Regions from separate parts of the Pan troglodytes genome. Here region 1 is linked to region 2. A link is a contact called in public capture Hi-C data. All regions are on one chromosome and are shown on one strand. The core of a region is the stretch at or near the end of the contact, and the rest is flanking DNA. Distances in the headings are between cores, read along the strand shown.

Region 1 (3,884 bases), core at 142-2,641, 73 kb after region 2:
TTATAGTCAGGTTAATTTACTATGATTGTGTGGATTTTTAAAAATATGTCTATTTGTTAGTGGCTTTTAACAATAATTACATGTCTCAGTCTGTTCTTTTAGTTTTAAGTAAAGATGTCTATCTTAATAGAATACAATAATTTTAGGTAAATGGGCAAAAATTCCCAAAATTCAGTTATTTAAAGCACTTACCAAACTTGTCCAGCTAAGTTTCAGATATTAATACTTTAATACTGTTACAACTGCTACTGATAGCATTTGTTAGTGAGTTCTGTGAGCTGTGATTCTCAGGCTGTCCATTTCACAGACGAGGAAGCGAAGCTTTGGAGAGACTAGGTATCTGCCCACAGTCACCCCCCCTGGGAGGTGGCAAGCCCAGGCTCCTAACTAGACACCTAAGTAACTGTTGACACAAAATTTCGTTTTGAGTTGTGGCACCATTGTGGTTTGCAGCCGATGTACTTAACACTTGTAATGCTAGTGAAGTGCAGCTTTGCCTGTCCCCACAGCGAGCGTGCTCCTGAATCCTCTCCACACCTCATCCCCATGTGTGTAGCTCCCTTTTAAGGTGGCTGCTTGTAACCCTGTGTCATTTCCTCTGCTGGATCCCAGCTCCTGGGGCAGCAGGCACCCTGAGGTCTCCCTGCAGGGTACTGGAATGATGCTGTAGGTGCAGAGAGTTGGCCGGTGAGGGAGTGCCACACACCTTATTTAAATGTCCTTACTGCCCTGCCGTTTTTATTACTATACTGAGTTTAATTTGGAAAACGATGTTCCCTGTGCTTTCTAGTAGATAAGATACTGAGATGTCCTGTCAGGAGTGTAGCAATTAGGAGACTGGAAAAAGGAAAACAGATTCCCCAGCCTACAAGACGTTCAGCTTTGCAGAGTCTTTTAGGATCTTACCCCACTCAGATTGGGCACTGCAGGGCAGGTGTCTAAAGATATAAAACTGCGGAAGAGCTTCGTCTGCCTCTCACCTTCTACCTCCCCAGTATTTATTGAGGGCCCCCCAGTAGCAAGCAGGAGGAGGCCCTGTGGCCCCAGCACCAGCCCAGTTGCCTCTAGCCATCCCGGCCTCCTGCTCCACAGCAGTGGCCCAGGGGGATAATGAGTGAGATGGTCACACAGTTGGAGCTGCTTCTGTGGGAACTTTTTGTGATCACTGGATTAGCTGTGCCGTGTCATTTCAAGACAGTGGAAGCAGATGAGGGCTGCAGTCCTGCTGGGTGGTGGGCTGCAGGGCACTGATGCGCAGTCCTCTGAGCCTGTGCTGCCTTCGAGTTCCTAAGTACCAACCTCCCCTGAGGTAATCCAAGGGAGGAGACGCCACCAGGCCACAAGTGAGCTGGTCGTTTCCTCAAGCTCACTTGCGTCTCCAAGCAGTGATTTCCTCCTGAGGCTTCCCTCTGCCAGGTCCCGGAGGGTCCTCACGCCTCCAGTGGTCACTTTCGGTCTTAGTGTGTGTGTTTGCATCGTTCTGTTGACCAGTGAATGTGTTTGAATATGTATACAGATGCCAAGAGAGAGGTGAGTCCATCACAGCAAATCTGTTTCTGTGTCAAAATTTGTTTTCCCATCAGTATATTTAGATTATTTGGCTTAATAAACACATTTTTAACCAGAATTAAAAAAAAACAAAAACCCACCACTCAGCTTTTGTCTGTATGCAGAAGGTAATTTGAGGGGAAAGGGGTAGGAGGAGAAGAATTGAAATGAATTTCTCTTTTCTCTTTGTTTTCTGCGTTAGCAGATGCATTACTTTTCTCAACCCTCTTTGTAATTTCTTAAATTTCTCATTAGCAATTCAGTAGGAGGGTAAATGATAGGGGCCTATCTACCAGAATTCTTTTTCTGCTTGGGAAAAGAGGGTGTAGGGCAGGACAGCAGCACCTGAGTCAATATGAGCAAAAGCCAGTGGTTGCCAGCATCAGTATAATCCTGAGACAGTTGGACAGGTATGGCCTCTGGGTTAACATACTTGTTGAGCAGTCAAATCTTTTTACAACAAATAGAAGGATCTGGAAGAAAACTTCCAAATTAACTGTAGATTGCATGCTGAATTCAGCCTAAAAACAAGTTACAAAGTGCCAGGTTTTTTTTTTTTTTTTTTGAGTTGTCGTAACAGTAACAGGATTGCTCTTACGGGGGTTCTTAGACTGCTACAAGGCTGTCTGGCCTCTGCAGGTCAATAAACATCTAAAGAGCAGGACTTGGCTGGCTTCTGATCGGCTGAATCCTCAGAGCATCAGATGTATTGCAAATTACATTCAGAGAAGAAGGAACAAAGCTGTCAAAGCAAAGTAGATTAACTGAAGTAACTTAGGCAAGGCAGTTTATATGTGAGCTATAATACGGGTTTCTAATATTAGAACATCACAGTATTAATCTTTGAACATGTTACTTACATTATTATTCACTAATGTGCTTTGTGTTTCTAATCTCTACAGCAAGCGTTTCCAACCCTTTCAGAATGGTCTGGAACACCTTTTTTATGTTAAGGACTTATTTTTAGTGTCAGTGATAATAAAGCATTTCAATGAAAAGTAACACTTTTAAATGGATTTGTCTAATTAATAATAACAGTATCTATATCTCTTTACACATAACAGTGTATTTTGGAAGACATATTTGTCAGCTCTTACTGTTTACACAGTTAAGGCTACTGGTTTGTCTAATGTGTGTTTTATTTTGTTTTAGAGTATAAGCTTCTTAAAATCAGGAACATGCCATTTAGGGGAAAAATCTCTGGGGTTTAAGAGAGTACCATGCATAAATATGTATTTTATGAATGCCAAGCGATTAAACACAATTCTAAGCTTTATCAAGGGACTGACTGGCAGAAAGTTTTGCCAAATTCTTTGATGTTATTAAAGATTTATTTTTGCACTGAGTTTCATGTTAGAATCAAATCCATGCTTACTGAAGTGGAAATAACTTTTCAAACCTTAAGTTAAAAATTCTGATGTTTGTTTGTGGCATTTACTTTATATTATATATTAATAGGAGTAAATGAATTAATGGGATTTTTGCAGTGGGCATGGACCTAAAGTATCTTAACTTTGTGGAGTACATTAGGGAAACTTTGGTATTTTATATGTGTAATTTAGTAACTCTGATACTGTATTTTAAATTCAACATAATTACTGGTCACTCAGATTAATTGATAGCTTGTTCAGACACTCGGCTTTGGTGTATGTTTTCCCCAGGGCTGGAAAATGAATCAACACAGAATACTGGAGTAGAGGGGATTGGTAGGCATTTGTTGGTGAGCAAGGCCCCTGGATGAGGATTGTGGCTTCAGTGACTAGTACCTGCACCTACCCCCTCCTTAAACCCTTTTTTGTTTATCTGTGGAGGAAACATTCATTCAGAATCAGAACCTTTGAGTTTTAGGGCCGGCAGGAGGTAAGGCTGGGGTAGAGGCTACTCATGGGGAGATAAGCTAGAATAAGCCAAATTTTAAACCCAAATCGTGGTTCAGTGCTGGGAATTCAGTTCCTTTTTCTTCTGGAAATGTATAGACTGTCTGGAACGCTTTGGCTTGGCCTACCTGTTGTATAGTGTTTGTTGTGTACCCTTCGTACTCACAGTGAGTCCCAGGCAGGATTTAGTGGGTAAAGTAGTACAGGTGTTCTGAGGAGTTACAGTTTGTGCTGGGAGGCCTCACAGAGGCTTAACTTGTGTTCAGTTAATGTGGCAGCAAATGGAGTCACATGAGCCCTCAGTAGGCTGCCTCCAGCCAGCCTTATGAGGCTGAGGGACCTGAGACAGCAGTGTGGGCTAACATTCAGAAGAACAAAGGCGGATGCTCAGCTTTGAGGTGTGTAGAGTTGACTTGGCTTGCTGCTTCCGTCATGCTTGGTCTGTTTACAAAATCTCAT
Region 2 (3,986 bases), core at 245-2,744:
GACTGTTGATGGACCTTGACCTCAGAGCTCCTAGGCCAGATGAGCAGCCATGACAGAGAATGCTGTGTGTTTGGATGGTTGGGTGCCATGTCTGTTAAAAATCCAGCCGGCTAGTAACGAAACGCCTTGCAGAAATCATCCTGTGGGGATTTAGAAATGTTTTTTTAAAAGAGCTTTGCTGCTCAGCTTAGCAACAGCAGTTCTGTTTTGAGAGCCGAAGAGAGCACTGTGCGCTGTTTGTGTATCCTCTCAGCACAATCACAGTGGGAAGCTGCTGCAGTGATGTGTCCCAAGGCTGCAAGGCCACCTTGTCCCATGGCCTCTGTACAGCCATGGGATCACAGCTTCCCTTCTGCAACGTGCCCTGCACTCTACTAAAGGCACTTGGCAATGTTATTGAGACTTTGAACATATGTTTTTAGAAAATAATACTGAGCAAACTATAAAGCTCCAGTGGACTGGAAAAGTGTTTGCATTTTCTTTATATTAGCCTCTAGTGTAATTCAGGACTTCATTGCTATGCACGAGTCTAATTTCCCTTGCTAATTGTTTATGTCTTCATATGAACACCACATATTCTTAGAGGAAAGAGCGCATCTCAGCATCTTTTAAATGCTCCTGATGCAAAGTCTTAATGTAAAACACTTGTTCTAGTATGTTTCTTTCCAGTACATAGCCTATGTAGTTAGTTCTTGGTGTTTCAGAAAAAAAATGAAGTTAGGTTAGTGGGTGTGAGCGTGGACGCCTCTCGGGTCCAGTGCGGTTGCGGGGTTGGCGCCCTACAGCCACTGCTGTGCTTCCCTCCTGCGTCTGTACTCTAATCTAATGCACGAGGGCAGTCCTACTGCTCATTAATCACGTTGAGTGTTCTCACTCCTAACCCAAAATCGGGCTCCTCCTTGGAGCAGCATACTTGGTGCCAGGCTTGGGTGGACGTCACCAATACCTCCTTATTTGGGTCCATCTCAGTCGTCCATGACTCATGGACAGTTTTAGGATTTCCCTAAAACTTATGTGGACTGCCACATCTCAAAGGCATTTTAGTTATTTTCAGTGATTTTCAATCCTGAACATCTGGGCCTTTCCACTTCCCCCATAAAATTTGCCCCCCTTCCCCGCCCCCCACCACCATTCTCTCTCTCCTTTCCTTCTTGTTTCTTCTAAAGGCTAATAGTGGGTGTTCTCACCCTTGAAACCAGAACAGTGAAAGTTCTGGAGGATTACAGAAGCACTTGGTCCTATTTTCTTTCACCCAAATTGAATCCTGAAAACTCCTGATGCAGACTGAATGGTGAATACTTAAAAACATGAATAGCACAGTTCTTCCTGGGCCTAACTGGGGTGGGCACCCTTTGCATAGCTGTGATGAAAAACGTGCCCAGCATAGTTGTTAAACATGGCAGCCACAGCACGTCTGCTGGCTCTGAGCAGGCTCCCAGGCCCAGACTGGCCACACACGCACTGGAGCTGGCTGGATCCCTTGCCACCTGCCCCTGCCTGCACTTAGGCAGAGATGGCTCCTGGCTGAAGAGCAGGGAGAAACTGGGGCAGCTCTTCTCAGGCCAAATGCCTAGGAAAGGGTGGGGAGGGGCTGAAGGATGAGTGAAAATGATTGGGAGAAGACAGAGGGAAAAAAGGCCAAGTTGCTAGGAACGTGGTGGGTGAGTGACATTCAGACTTGGCTTGCCCCTCTTACAGACGGGTTGATTTCTCTCATTTGTAAAGTGAAATGGACAAATGTGAGTCCTTGGTGACTCACTGGAGCTTCTCAGATCTTACCCAGGGACAGTCTAGTTATGGGTGGTGGACATGGGGTGGGGTGAGGAGTGTGGAGTTTTTCATCTTCCAATTGGAGAAGACTGTTTTGCAATTTTGAGTACCTCCGCCAGTGAAGAACTGTGCAAAAGGCCGATTCCTAGTTGTGCCCTAGTAAATGTTTTCAGAATATTTTCCTAGGCAGCTGGGGACCAGAGTGTTTTGAATAGCTTGTTAAACAGACTTTTAAGAGGTACACCCAATTAGCACTACTGAGTAGTATTTAGATGTTGACTAGATTCATGGGACTATGCTGGAAAATAAATTGCAAACTCAAGTGTGACATTTTAAACCAGCTTTTGGTCCTTAAAACCACTTTGCCCGAGCTGGAGACAGCCAGTTTCTCCCTTGTTTTTCTGGCCTGATCACCAGGCTTTTGAGCTCCAGGCTGGCCTTCCCAACTCTCAAACATATTCCTTTTATAGAAATAAAAGTACCTGGCCTCTATGATGCATAACTGTGAGTCATCCAGTGGATATTAAAGAACTCCAAAAACATGCTTCAAGATAGTTTTTCCACTTTGTTCCAGAGCACGGTCTAAATTTGGACTCATTGGAAATGGAAGTGAAAGGCCCCGATGGAACCTTTCTGGTTGCTGCCTTCTTTGAGTTGCTATGGTGGGTGGGCAGGGACAGACAGCCTTACCTGCACAGAGGCGCGGGGTTTCTTGCATTCATTTCTGAATGAGTCGGCCTGTCATTTGCACATTAGTGACCAATTTCCTTCTTTCTTTTTTTTTCTTTTTTTTTTTGAGGTGTAGTCTCACTCTGTTGCCCAGGCTGGAGTGCAGTGGTGCGGTCTTGGCTCACTGCAGCCTCTGCCCCACTGGTTCAAGCGATTCTCTTGCCTCAGCCTCCTAAGTAGTTGGGATTATAGGTGCATGCCACCACGCCTGGCTGATTTTTGTATTTTTAGTAGAGATGAGGTTTCACCATGTTGGCTAGGCTGGTCTCGTACTCCTGACTTAAGGTGATCCACCTGTCTCGGCCTCCCAAAATGCTGGGATTAAAGGCATGAGCCACCACGCCCGGCTAGTGATCAATTTCTAATGATTGAGACTCTTGGGCACAATGCCACATGATTTTGTCATGCTAGTGTGAACCAATATCCTGTTCCCATGGTGGATAATGTTATATTAATGTTTAGTAATATTTGTGCAAATTAGATAGGGCGTGAGGGCTTGGTAATACCAAGATATGTAAATGTGGAGAAGTCGTGTGATGAAGAAGTTACTTGTCCAAGGCAGCCTAAAGCGATGAACCAGAACCTGATGCTAGTATTTTAGGGAATGTCGGTTCTGGTCTCTCTTACGTGTCTAATTATAGTGTCAACTGCAAAAAGTTGATAAGTACTAAAATGTATTATATTTTTTCCCCACTCCACTGTTTCAAAATGTAGTATATAGCATTAACAAGGACTACAGATCTAATGCCCAGCCAACAGTTAACGGGAGATAAGGATTTTTACGGAAAAGCAGAAGTTGCTAGATGCTTTCTGTTGTTTTGTTTTGTGTTTTTGATGGCTGGGACTCTTAAGGTACAGAGAGAATTGCCAGTCTTTCTGTATTACCGAGAAATTGTAAACATCTGTGTTGTGGGCTTTGTTTATTTTTATTCCCTGCAGTCCTTAACATGACATCTGCCCCATAATTGACTCTCAGTCAGTACCTTTGACTCTGTTTTTGAAAACCATTGTGCCAAGGAGTGGATCTAACAGCCACAGGCCATCCTATTTAATCTAAGTAAGTTCTATTTCTTCTGTTTGTAGATTTTTGAACTTAAGAGCAAAAGCGAATATTTCTAACAAGATTTGACGTGTGAATTTTTAAGTAGATGCCACATAAAAGTCCAATTAAGTAAAAGGTGATATGAATGTTTATTTTATGTGAAGTACTTTAAGTGATTATTGTTATTTAGGTGTTGCGTTCTGTGGAGTTTCCTCATTATTAAAGTAATGTATGTGTTTACAAAACAATGACAAAATGAGACATATGGGAGGGGAGGAAGGAATTATTAACATAATAGGAGAAAGGGCTTTCTTATGGAGATAAATGTGTTTTGTCACTGAAGTTTTTATTTGTTCTGTCACCGAGACAGTCTTTATTGCGTTAGAAGCAGACCCTGCTGTATTAAATTTGCTGATGGGAAACCCGGATGTCTTTGCTTTTCTCC

What was found. Capture Hi-C pulls out chosen DNA fragments and counts their contacts.
Region 1: a contact with region 2 is called in a capture Hi-C map of stem cell-derived neural stem cells, with 3 times the contacts expected there. The contact joins two enhancer-like sites. A contact is called at or near these places in 1 of 7 Hi-C or Micro-C datasets (blood) and 1 of 1 other capture datasets (stem cell-derived neural stem cells).

Annotation. Positions count from the first base shown.
Region 1 is chr4:14,908,515-14,912,398 of NHGRI_mPanTro3-v2.0_pri, forward strand. All of the region lies in intron 1 of TRIO (trio Rho guanine nucleotide exchange factor), which reads left to right. Among named protein-coding and RNA genes, the nearest start is that of TRIO, 120 kb to the left of the region's middle. Within about 2 kb of position 1,392, at least 3 of the 24 cell types and tissues checked have an H3K27ac peak or open chromatin away from gene starts, as enhancers often do. A contact at or near this core is called in stem cell-derived neural stem cells, where this site is marked.
Region 2 is chr4:14,834,972-14,838,957 of NHGRI_mPanTro3-v2.0_pri, forward strand. The region is part of intron 1 of TRIO (trio Rho guanine nucleotide exchange factor); the gene reads left to right. Among named protein-coding and RNA genes, the nearest start is that of TRIO, 42 kb to the left of the region's middle. Within about 2 kb of position 1,495, at least 6 of the 24 cell types and tissues checked have an H3K27ac peak or open chromatin away from gene starts, as enhancers often do. A contact at or near this core is called in stem cell-derived neural stem cells, where this site is marked.